2 separate regions of the Mus musculus genome follow, and region 1 is linked to region 2. A link is a contact called in public Hi-C data. All regions are on one chromosome and are shown on one strand. The core of a region is the stretch at or near the end of the contact, and the rest is flanking DNA. Distances in the headings are between cores, read along the strand shown.

Region 1 (5,849 bases), core at 993-3,492, 670 kb before region 2:
TCAGAGTCACCATGGGCACCAACAGATCTCTGGTCTTCATCCAGGCCTGTCCCAGAGTCCAACACAAGAGAGGACACAGACAGTCCCTACAACCCCAGGCAGAGGGCAGCTCTGGAAGGGGGTCTAGTGAGATGCTGAGCCACTCGCCTGAGGGCCAGGCCTCCTGGAACAGCCCCAGCTGGGTATCCTAGGTCGTTCATCTTCCCCCATCACACCTCAGGGAGACCATGGCCTCCTCCAGATGCTCTCGCACCCAGAGGATCGCCCCAGAACCAGTAACTGTTCTCTAAGCCTCCTCTGCACCTGCCTCCCCAGCTGCGTCTGCAAACCACTGAGCTCAGTGCAGCGCTGCCCCCAGGCCTTTGCACGGCCTAGCTGCTCAATGGACGTCTCTGCCTCCCCACGTCTCCTCGTCACTCGAACCTCAGGTCAGTGACTTCTGGGCTAACAGCTGTCCATCAGCACTGTCTGACCTGGAATCTGTCCTCTTCCCACTGAGGGGATGCCCTTGTCTATGGATTCTGAACACTGCACCCAGTAGGTATTTCAATGGGTATGCAAATACAGGGGGTGTGCAGTGGGATAAGACCAAGGTGGGGACTACATACCCAGGACACCAGGCCTGGCCAGGACCACGTGGCCAGTGAAATGAAGGACAGCTGGCAGGCTTGTCCCTTCCCACCAAGCCTCCCAACCTCAGAGCCTGGACCAAAGATAGAGATGATCAAAAGTCACCACTTGGGATGCCCCTCCCCCAAGAGAAGGAAGGTTCTCAGGGGATCCCCCCCACCCCCGCAGCCCACCTCAAGGAAGATAGCACATGCCAAGAAAGAACCAGGATTACTTCTGTCTGGGAACATAAACCAAGGAAACCGAGTGGCCAGGAGCGAGCTATCCAGGGTCTGCATGCAGCTGGGGGGCCGAGGGTACCAACACAAGCCTGCAATCCCAGACTTGGGCAGCAGCAGAGACCATACAGGTCTCTCAGGCACTCAACTCAACCTTCCCTAACTGCTGTAGACCTGTTCTTCCCCACATGGGCTTTATGCACCAGCTGGGGCAGCCTATGGCTCTTGCTAGCTCCTAAAGCTTAGAGAAGAGGGTTCCTGGTTTTCCTCGTATTGCTCGGTGACTCTCTAGTCTAGCCAGTGGTCAGTGGGGGTTGGTGGGGGATGAACACTAACCAGTACTTCTGAACACAGCATGCTCCTACACGGTAAAGGGCAGGTGGGCTTCTTGTTCGTGTTTATCCTGGCTGCCTCCCTCTGGAGGCCCTCCAGGATCCTTAAGGATGTAGCCTCACCCTGGCAAAGACTTCCTGAATGATGTCTCTGGACTCTCTAGGGGACTCTCTGGTCACAGACCTGCTGAGCTGTTGGCCAGAAACCACGCACACACTCTCCAGATCACCCTAGCCTGCATGGCCTGATGGTCTCTATATCATCTCTGGAATCTTTGAGGACCAGGACCCATCCTTCTGCTCCCGTGCTCAGCGGGCTTATGTGCCGTATCCTGTGGATTCTCTGGGTGTTGCCTCCCAGCTGTGAACACAGGCCTAGGATCCCAAATTAGCCTGACTCTGTCCATCCAAATGCCCTCGTCTTGGCAGGCCAAGGGAAGAGCAGAGGGAAGATCCCCTGGTATCAGCGGGGTGTACTGGGCCTAGGAAAGCATCACAGCTAAGGTGTCCCTGCCCTAGCCAGGCCGGGACACGGTGCAGTCAGCCTTACCCTGGGCTCTGCACTCTCAGCTACAAGGTAGACACCTGGCCCACTGTGCTTGATGCTCCTTGGCTACACTTGGGGTTGGCTGTGGTTTAAATACTTTAGCCCATTCCACTGGGACTTCTGCACTATCTCAGATTCACTCGGTATCTCGTGGGAAGGCAAGATTATTGGGCTGAGCCAAGGCTGACCCCACTCTGAAGGTCTGGCCTCACAGAGACAGCCAATCATCTCCTGACCCTGGCACAGCCTCTGAGGTGGGGGGAGTCTCAGCCCAGGGCTGTGTGAAGCTGGATCGCAGGACGGCATGTCCTCGGTGTACACAGCAAATGCTCTGGACCTACCAGTGGTCCTCCTGGGACAATCAATGGCCACCACTGTGCCAAGGGACAGCCTCTGTTCCGACCCAGACTGGGTTCTCATGTTCACTTCCTCCAGCACAGGACAGAGGCTTGGAAGGATGCTTGTCTGGGAAACCCCAGCACATCTAGGGGTTTGCACTCAGGGTCGTATCGTAAGCTACAGTCTCCAGAAACCGGAAGTCTCCAGAAACAGGGGGGAGGGGAGACACTGAGAATGAGGAGGCTATACCTTGACCTACCCATAGCTGGCTGAGACAGGGCTGTGTGACCCCCAGGGCCCACCCAACTCCCCAAGGCAGACGAAAAGCCAGGACAGACACAAGGCTGCCAAGAACCCAGGCCACAGGTCCCACAGGGTTCGAGGTCCCTCCTGGGGCAGGGCAGGCCCAGCTGGCAGTGTCCGTGGGAACAGTCCCCAGGCCCTGTCAATCACACTTAGACCAGCCAATGGACAAATGCCTGGGGCAGTTGGATACGCTTGGCCTGTAAGGCAGAAGCCCAGGTTCCTAGGCCTAAACAGCCAGTCTAATGAGCTGATATGGAGGTCCGAGAGGACTTCTGAGGAACAAACGGACCAGAGGCCTGTGGAAGGGGAATAGAGGGGTCCGAAGGGCCCAGACCACTGGTACTATTTGTGCTCTGTGATCTCTCTACTTCTCTCTCCTCTGCCCCCACTCCCAGGGGCCCCTCCCTTCCCAAGGCCACATCTGCTTCCTGCACCTCTTCCGCTTCCTGCCCTGAGATCACTCCTCCCCCATGCAGCCTCCACCTGGTGGTCCGTGCAACGTGTGTCCCCTCCTGTTCCCAGGATCCCACACACATCACACAGACCACCCTGGGATGGAGCCCCAAGTGGCTTTGCCTGAGTCCTGTGATCAGCACTATTGGGCCTCCTCTGGGCGGGGGAGGGGTGGACAGACGGTCAGATGGCTCCTAGATGAAATGTCTCAACCCCACTCCAGCCACACACCCGGCTCCCAGCCCTGCCTGGCTCTGTTCTCCCAGCTCCCTGCCCCCTTGCTCCACTGGGGGACTCCACAGCACAGACCCCCAAGCCGCTGGCTGTCCTCACAGGCCTGAAGGGGCCCCTGGGGACGGCCCTTCCGGTGACTTCCTGCCAGGGAGGCTAAGCGAGGGTAAATAAGCCCTCCAGATGGCTTCCTGCACTGGCCAGTCGTGGGAACTACAGCTAGTAGGAGGAGACAAAGGGGTAGGGGGGAGCAGGAGGGCCTGCCTCGCAGTAGCTGAGGACTCCCGAAGTCCCTAAACAGAGACTTCACACCTTCTGACAGGGGAGGAAACTGAGGTCCTCGCAGTCAAACGGCAGCAGACAAATGTCAGCCGTCAGCGTGGTGCAGTCCTATGAGCTAATCATCGCCTCTCTGTCACTGAGGGAACTGGGTGCCACAGCTGTTCTGGGTTCCTCCCACACACACCTGGGGGTGCCTTCTCTGGCTCACCACAAACAAAAGGACCAAGAGAGCTGGCTCAGGCCACTCTGCAGAGGCATAACATCAGCCTGCCTTCCACTTGACACTTCCACCTGCAGGAGGCCAGCCCCAGACAGCAGCTTCCTGCCTGAGAACTGGCGAGGGGTGGAGGGCGGGGTTAAAGAGCAGCCACCCCCAGGTTACCTTGAGAATTAAAGAGGTACCCTGGACCAGTGCCTAACCACCAACCCCAAAGGGCTCAGCAAAGCCCTGCCCAGGTGACGTGGGCTGCACCCCACTAGCCCCTCTCTCCATACCATTTGCCACCACCTCCTAGAAGCCCACCTGACTACCCGGTAAGAAGAAAATCACCTTCCTGCAGCACAACCTCTAGGATGCAGAGCTACATGCTCCAAGAAGATGATTACTGTCCTCTGTCATCCTGCTGTGTATGTGTGTGTGTGAGAGAGAGAGAGAGAGAGAGAGAGAGAGAGAGAGAGAGAGAGAGTTTCTCCAGTATAGGACCATGCCTTTTCCACTTTTCTACTCCCATGAAGCTACTACAGACCAGGACTGCTTCCAGGGAACCTGGGAGGCAGAACAAAGCCAATAGCCTGTGTCCTCATCCCCCATACAGCAGCCAGGACAGTGGCAATGGGGTAACGTGGGATCAGGGCCAGCAGATGGGACTAAGAGATTCACACAATGCCCAAACGCACGTCCCTAGCTGTCCAGAACTTCCATTGTAAGTGGGGGTAGGGAGGCAGGCAATAAACAACCCTTCAAGACCCAGGAACCAGAGGCCCACAGTCAAGGCCATGGGAAAGTCCAAGTGTGATGTTGGCATCCTGTTCCTGTAGCGCTGAGCATAAAGGGGAAGGCCAGCATACAAGGAAGCTCTTCCCTGGGCCATTTACAACAAACGTGGCCAAATCTACAAGCTGAGCCGTGAACAGTGTTTAACTGCTGCGATCATCTGTTGTGAGCTCTGAAGCCACTACTGGTCCACACCAGCCCCAAGAGCCCTGACGGAAAGGGAAATCAAGGCACCAGCAGGCAGCACCCCCACAGGCCACAGGCCTGAGAGTGAAATCAGCGTTCGGGGGGTGGGGGGGTGCCCGCTAACACCCAGTTCAGGTGCAGCAGCTCAGCTCAGATAGCCAGGAATCAGCCATCCAGGCTGTACTTATCAGCCATCCAGCTTTGTATGGTATATCCAGGGCTATGTTCCCTAAGGCCAAGGGAAGAGAAGAGGCAGGGAGATCACCACGGAGGGACCACTGGGAGTTCTGGGCACCTCTAAGCTCGGCAACGCAATTCCCAGCATTTGCTGGGCCTCTGGGCAACCAGCCAGAGGAAAGCTGACCCTGGAGGAGGGGCCTCATTGCTGCCTTAACTGGGAGATTAGAGGGAACTGCTTGCCTTGGCAGAGTTTCAGGGCCAGTGGGCATTGCCAGAGAGGGCTGCCAGAAAGAAGCAGCATCCTCTCTGGGGCACAGACAGCAGGGACCCAGCAAGTGACACTGGGCCAATGCAGAAGCCATGATGGTTGGGGCAGGAGGGCATTATCCTGGGTGGGATAGGGGATCCTCCAAACACAGCTGAACTGCTTCCGGGAATCCTGAGTCACAGGGAGGTTCGAGCAAGAGTGCAATGGGAGCCCAGGTCCCAAGGGAAGGGGACAAGCCAGGCCTGCTTGCTACAGTTGACCTACCTCCTCCTTCTGGGCCAGCCCCGGCTTTGGGTGTGTCTGGTGAACCCATGGCCTTGGGATCAGGCTTCCACAGGATTCCACAGATCCAAGGAGGGGGAAAGAAATACAGAAGATAAGACACTACAGAGGGGAAACTGAGGCTTAAAAGGAGTGTTCTAGCTAGTAAGTGGCCATCTCTCATGCCACTCAGACCCGAAGGCATGGAGGCTGAGGTGGGCTGGCCAGCGAGACCCATAGTAGCTTTATTCTGATTTCCTAGAGCAGACCTATGCCAGCCTATCAGTCTTTTACTCATTTGAACCTTCCTCCAGATGCCTGGCTCCCAATGACCTAAATAATCTGCTGCCCATATACTGGGTTCCAGCCCCTCAACGCTGCTAGGGTACTCAATAACTCTTGCTGATTCCAAGAAGAAAATAGCACTCTGAGGTCTAGGCGCTCTACCTGGTGCTCCACCCACCCCCTACCCCACCCCCACCACCCCACCACCCCCCACCCCCCGCCATAGGAGAATGTTAGGCTCCTGGGGCTATGCATCTCAAACCATAGGATCAACCAGGGATGCTTCCCGATCACAGCCATGGGTCTGGGCCAGCTTTGGTTTGGATCTTCAGCCACC
Region 2 (6,093 bases), core at 3,374-5,873:
CTGAAGCCAGTGACAAGAGTTGGTGGATCAATTTTGGAGAAGGATCCATGAGGCACTGAGAAGAAGGTATATTCTTTTGTGTTTGGCTGGATGGCCATAAAAATGAGTGGGAATTCATAACAGATGGGGTGAGAAGTTGGGGGAGGATCTCCAGGACAAGACCTGAGATAAGACCCAAGAGTTGATAGGGGTGAACTTAGCTGTGACTCATAGCATTGGGGACGTGGAACCTGAAGAGACCATCCCATGCAGCCAGGCAAGAACCCCAATGGAGCAATAAAGACACCAACCCACCCACAAAACTTTCAACCCAGAATTCATCCTGTCTACAAGAAATGCAGGCACAAAAATGGACCAGAGGTTGAGGGAATGGCCAACCAATAACTGGCCCAATGTAAGACCCATCCTATGGGTCTTACACTAATAGTCCCTAATGCTATTAATGATGTTCTGTTATGTTTACAGACAGGGGCAAGTTTTCCTCCTCTGATAGGCTCCTCCACCCAGCAGCTGACTAAGACATCCATAGCCAAACAGTGGGTGGAGCTTAGGGACCCTTATGGAAGAATTAGGAGGAAGGATTGCCCACCCTGAAGGGGGTAGGAAATCCACAGGAAGACCAACAGAGTCAACTAACCTGGACCCTTGGAGCTCTCGGAGACTGCACCACCAGCCAAAGAACATACACAGGATGGACCTAGGCCTTCCCACACGTTTGGTCTTCATGTGGGTCCCAAACAGCTGGAGCAGAGGCTATTTCAAAAACTATTGCTTGTCTGTGGGCTATGTTCTTCTAGCTGGGCTGCCTTGTCTGGCCTCAGTGGGACAGGAAGCCCCTAGCCTCCCAGAGCCTTCAAGTGCCAGTGTGGGAGGCTCAGAGAAGGGGAGGGGGAATGGGAAAAGGATTGTGGAAGGGGATAACCAGGAAGAACAGTGAGGGGATGTTAAAAAAAAAAAAAGCTGGTTGAGAGGTAGAGCAGATGTCATTACAGTCTGTCCAAAGCCTCTCTCATTATACCATTCCCTCAGCACTGAACTGTGAAGGTGGTTTTTAGTTTGTTTTGTGGTTCTGGGAAAGAGCCCAGGGCCTCCCATGTGCTCAGCCAGCATCCACCATCAAGTTCAGCCTCAGACCCCAGAACTAGTGAAAGAAAAAGAGGCTTTAATTATATTTTGTTTATATGTTAATAGGTGTATGGGCACCTCTGTGGTCCTCAGAGGACATTTATGGAAGTTAGTTCTCTTACCATGTGGGTCCTGGGGATTGAACTCAGGTCTTCTGGCTTGGCAGCGAACACATTTACCTGCTGAGCTGGGAAGTTTTAAGATGTGTGTGACATGTCCTGTCAGGTGTGTGTGTGTGTGTCTGTATGTCTGTGTGTGTCTGTGTGTATGTGTGTGTGTCCGTGTGTATGTCTATGTGTGTTTATGTGTCTGTGTGTCCAGAATTTGTCAGCTTGTATTTCGAGACCAGGGGTTTACTATGGAGAGCTTTGGGGGCCGCTTCTAGAAACTTGGCAGGAATTTGACTTTGGGCTAGGACAGGGAAATAGGCTCAGATATCTTGGGCATCCTGATAAGTCCCTAGAAACATTGATCCCAGGACTTTTTTTTTTTTTTATTGTCTTATTTGTTCCTTAACTTAGAACTGACCTTATTATTTGCATGTACTTAAAATGGTATAAAAGCAGACTGGGAAAAAATAAGCCTCAGAACAGGCTGGGGTCGTGCCTCAGTGGTGTCTAATTGTCTTTTTTCTTTTTAATCCTCGCTCCTTCCCTGGAGAACCCATTGGCTGACTGAGATGACTTGGTCAGTTTACTCTTTTGGCTAGACCAGCTGGCCAGCCAGACCCTGGCTCCTTCCATTTTGACTCCTCCAACGCACATAGCCATGACTGCTTTTCACGTGAGTCCTGGGGACCTAACTTAGTTCTTCATGCTCACAGGGCAAAGACTGGATCAACGGAACCATCTCTCCAGTCCCTTCATGGAGATATGTTGCCTTTTTTCACCTGTCTCCGTGTGTGGCATGCATGTGTAGACATGTGGTATGCATGTCTTTGCATGTGACTGGGTACATATATATGTGTATCTGTGTGGGTGTGTGTTACACATCCCTACCTGTGCGTGTGGAGGCCTGAGGTTGATGCTGCGAATCTTCCTTGATCCTCCTCTGACTGCTTTGTTGAAGCAGGGTCCCTCACTAAAGTCCACAGCCCAGCCCTAATCTTCCTAGGCAGCTTTCTCAAGGAATCCCGTCTTTGCCTTTGAGCCTGGAATTATATATTATATGGCATTATATTATATTGAGGCTGGCCATCTATAATGCATCACATGGTATCTCAGGGCACTAACTCCAAGTGCTTTAACCGCAGAGCTATTTTCCTAGCACCTGTCCACCATTTCTCTTTGAGTCAGAACCATGCCATGTGGCTATGCACCCTAAACTGGCTTTGGATTTGAGGTCTTCCTCCCGCAGTCTTGAGAACTGCGGTTACAGGTAGGCTCCTCAAGTGGCCCCTGCCTGCTTTCCTTTCTTTCTTTCTTTTTTTTTTTCTGGTTTCTGAGACACCGCTTCTCTTTGCAGCCCTGACAGTCTCCAGACTCAAAACCATCTGCCTGTGTCTGCTTCTTAAGTGCTTAGGTTAAAGATACCGTGGACACACCCAGGTATACACATGAATAAATAAGTAAAAATTTAAAAACTAAAAAATTTAATTTAATGTTGTATTATTTAGGATAGGGAGTATACAAGCCAATATTCTAATCATAAGGCAATAACTTCACAAATATACAGCACATATTTCCAATTATATTAATTATATATGTTATATATGTAATATATAATTATTAATATATATGACATTTGATATACAACATAATATAATGTAATTAAGAACTTGAATCTTTTTGTGATAAGGGATTATGTAGTCCAGGCTAACCTTGTATTCACAGCGACTGGCAAGTGTCTGTCTCCACAATTCTGGATTAAAGCCTGTACCGCCATGTCCAGTATAACCTGAATTCTTAAATCACTATTTAAGATCACTGCCAATTCAGTTAAATCTGTTATGAGTTCCTCCCCGGCTTGTCTACTCAGAATGCGTCCAGAACTCCCTGACCCAGGCTCCCCAACAAACCCTGGGTTTCAGAGACAATTTGAGGCAATTAGCTCCTAATTCAACCCAGATGGCTTGTTTTCCTAGCATGGCTGCTAACACCTTCTGCCACCTGGTGGTCACATGTGGAATTGCAGATCCCACTAATCCTTGATAAGAATTTTTATTTCTTATACCTTTTTATATTTTTCTCTGAAGTGTAAAATTCCATTTAAAAAATTGGATTATAAATTTTGTAAACAAGGTTTCTGGTTCTACAAGTGATCACTCTGCTTCGGTATGAATACTCTAGCACAAATATAATACTTAGGTTAACTAACAAATTCTATAATTTGGCAGTTCCTGTGTGTGAAAGTTATTTCGTATTAACTCAAAAAATTTGTTGCTTCTACAACATGACAGCTATACCAAGAGAATGAAAAATTAGGTAAAAGAGAAAAATTATTTTGTTGACAATTCACACCAATTTTATTACAGTTGGAAAGCACACATTGTTCAAGGTATTTCCCAAAATTAACAGTCTCTTTGAAAAATGAAAAACTATTCTTTTTAAATGACCTTAGGTGGGTCAATGATCAAGGTGGGTTTTTGTTTTGCTTTTTGTTGTTGTTGTTATCTGCAACAGACAGGGTTTCCTGTGTCGTTCCGACTGTACTGGAATCTTTCTGTAAACCGGACTGGTCTTGAACTCAGAGAATCATCTGCCTCTGCCTCCAGAGTGCTGGAATTAAAGGCTTGTACCACCACACCCGGCTTTAAGGTGTGGTTACAAAGAATAATAAAAAAAGGCATGATTGGTTTTTTTTAGTTTAGTTTTTTTTTTTTTTTTCTGAGCCAAACAGGGGTGAATGGCCAAGAACACAAATTCATTCAAGTTACCCGGAATGACGTGTTCTGGCACAGATGAGTTTTGAATACAAATTCAGGAAGGGACGAAACTGTAGCTCTGTGGATAAGAGGGACTGGCTTGTGAGGTCCTGGGTTTGACCCTCAGCACGGTATAAACCAAGTGTGATGATCTAAGCCTGCGGTCTCGGCACGCTGGTGGAAGCTGGGGATCACGAGTTCAAGGTTACCCTTAGCTAATTAGGGAGTTCAAGGCCAGCCTGGGCTACTGGGGCTTCTGTCCCAAAAGGAAAAAAAAAATGTGTGAATCTTCATAGAGACGCCTATCCCACCTTCTGGGCCTCAGGCCGGACACCTCACCCTTTTCCACCCAATCCAGGCCACTTTCACAGGCGACCCTGAACCCATTTTTGGCCTAAATTAGTGTTCTTCCCGCGCTCTGCTATGTGGCCGCGCATGCGTAAAATATACAAGACCTATGACGCAAGATTGACGTAGTCGAGAGCTCAGTTCCCAGGGCAACAAACTCCGGCCGCCCGCCTTCCGTTGGCGCTCGTGCGTCACTTCCCGTTCGCCCCTCCCTTCTCTTTTCTCAACCTGATTCACGATAGGTTCCGCCCCAGGGCGCGGCGGGCGGCGGGGCGGTGCTGGGAAAGGCGAGCCTTCGGCTGTGGATTGGTCCTGAGCCTGGGTGGGCGGAGTCGGGCGGAGCTTGTCTTCCCCCCAGCCAATCGCTTTTAAATTTGTCCCCCCTAGTCACCGCAGAGCATGCGCAGGACTCAGAAAGGATTGTAATCCACTACTCCGGAGTTTGCAAGCAGTCTGAGGGAACTCTGACAGTGGCTGGGGTGTGTGGCCTCGGGGGCGGAGCTGCAGGAGAAGGCGTTGATTGGTCGACTGGTGCCTGGTTTAGGGATTCGTAGCACACAGCCTTTCATTCATTCACTCATTCATTCTATTCATTCAAGGAATGGATTGAGTGATACCAGGTTTTGTGACTTCGACCATGTCCCCCACTCCCCATCCCCCAGGAGCCCATGCTTTGGTTGACACGTCAGTGTCGCCCTCTCCTCTCAAGTCTGGTGTGATAAGTGTTTTGCAAAAGGGGGTACATTCTTCTTTCTTCCAGGGACATTTGCAGGTGGCTCCACCTCTGAAATCAGGTGTAGCACAACCCCAGATCTGCAGAGCATCCCAGCTTGCTGAGAATTTACTACTGCGCCCCTTTCTTTCGCTTTACATTCACCTGGGCAGTAGAGTTGTCTCTCAGAGGCACTGAGAGGTTTGAAATGAGTTTGTGTCCACTAACGTTGGGGTTAAATTCCAGGAGTTTGGCTGAAGGTGGGCCTCAGCTGGTAGACTACTTGGTTAGCATGCATATAGCTCAGTTCCCACATCCCTATTATTCTGAATTTGGGAGGTGGAGGCAAAAGCCTCAAAAGATCAAGGTCATCCTGGATTACTTAGTTTCAAGCCAGCTTGGGCTGTGTGATAGCCCTGCCCCCAATTATCCCTCGTAGTCATTGACTATTGTCTTTATACCAGTATGTTTGTATTGAGTGCTGGTGCTGCAGAAGTTAGCGGGTTAGCTCCTCTATAGCTGTGCTTACAGTTGTGAGCCACCTGCTGTTGGGTATTGGGCCCAGAACCCTGGTCCTCTGCTAGAGCAGTATGCACTCTTAACCATTGAACCATTTATCCAGACACTAAAGTGCACATCTGCTACATATGTGTAGGGAGGCCTAGGTCCATCCCATGTAGATGCTCTTTGGTTGGTGGTGCAGTCTCTGAGAGACCCAAGGGCCTAGGTTAGTTGACTCTGTTGGTCTTCCTGTGGAGTTCCTATGTCCTTTGCAGCCTGCTAAGTGTTGACTTTAAGGGAATCGAGGACTTTAAGGGAGTTTAAGGACTGTACTAGAATCTGAATAACCCTGGAGGAGGAGTGAGTAAATCAAACTCAAAATTGTGGCTTCTTTCCATCCAACATATTGACAATGTAACCAGCATAATTTAAAGTCTCATTCCTGTATTTTATTTCTCAGTTGCTCCACACTGATGAAGGGTCATAAAGAGTATTTAACTAGAATGACCTGTCTTACTGGGACACAGCGAGTTTAATGGAAAGC

The links. A called contact is a pair of places that touch in the nucleus more often than the background predicts.
Region 1: a contact with region 2 is called in a Hi-C map of regulatory T cells, with 2.6 times the contacts expected there. The contact joins two enhancer-like sites. A contact is called at or near these places in 6 of 484 Hi-C or Micro-C datasets (CD4 T cells, CD8 T cells, memory CD8 T cells and 2 more), 4 of 115 datasets of contacts at active chromatin or transcription factors (bone marrow-derived macrophages, double positive thymocytes, memory CD8 T cells and 1 more) and 2 of 9 other capture datasets (adipose tissue and liver).

The regions. Positions count from the first base shown.
Region 1 is chr15:73,729,599-73,735,447 of GRCm38.p6, reverse strand. It overlaps a transcript of Ptp4a3 not described here. Among named protein-coding and RNA genes, the nearest start is that of Ptp4a3, 16 kb to the left of the region's middle. Within about 2 kb of position 2,242, at least 29 of the 459 cell types and tissues checked have an H3K27ac peak or open chromatin away from gene starts, as enhancers often do. A contact at or near this core is called in regulatory T cells, where this site is marked.
Region 2 is chr15:73,066,186-73,072,278 of GRCm38.p6, reverse strand. No RefSeq gene overlaps it. Among named protein-coding and RNA genes, the nearest start is that of Trappc9, 8.0 kb to the right of the region's middle. Within about 2 kb of position 4,623, at least 330 of the 459 cell types and tissues checked have an H3K27ac peak or open chromatin away from gene starts, as enhancers often do. A contact at or near this core is called in regulatory T cells, where this site is marked.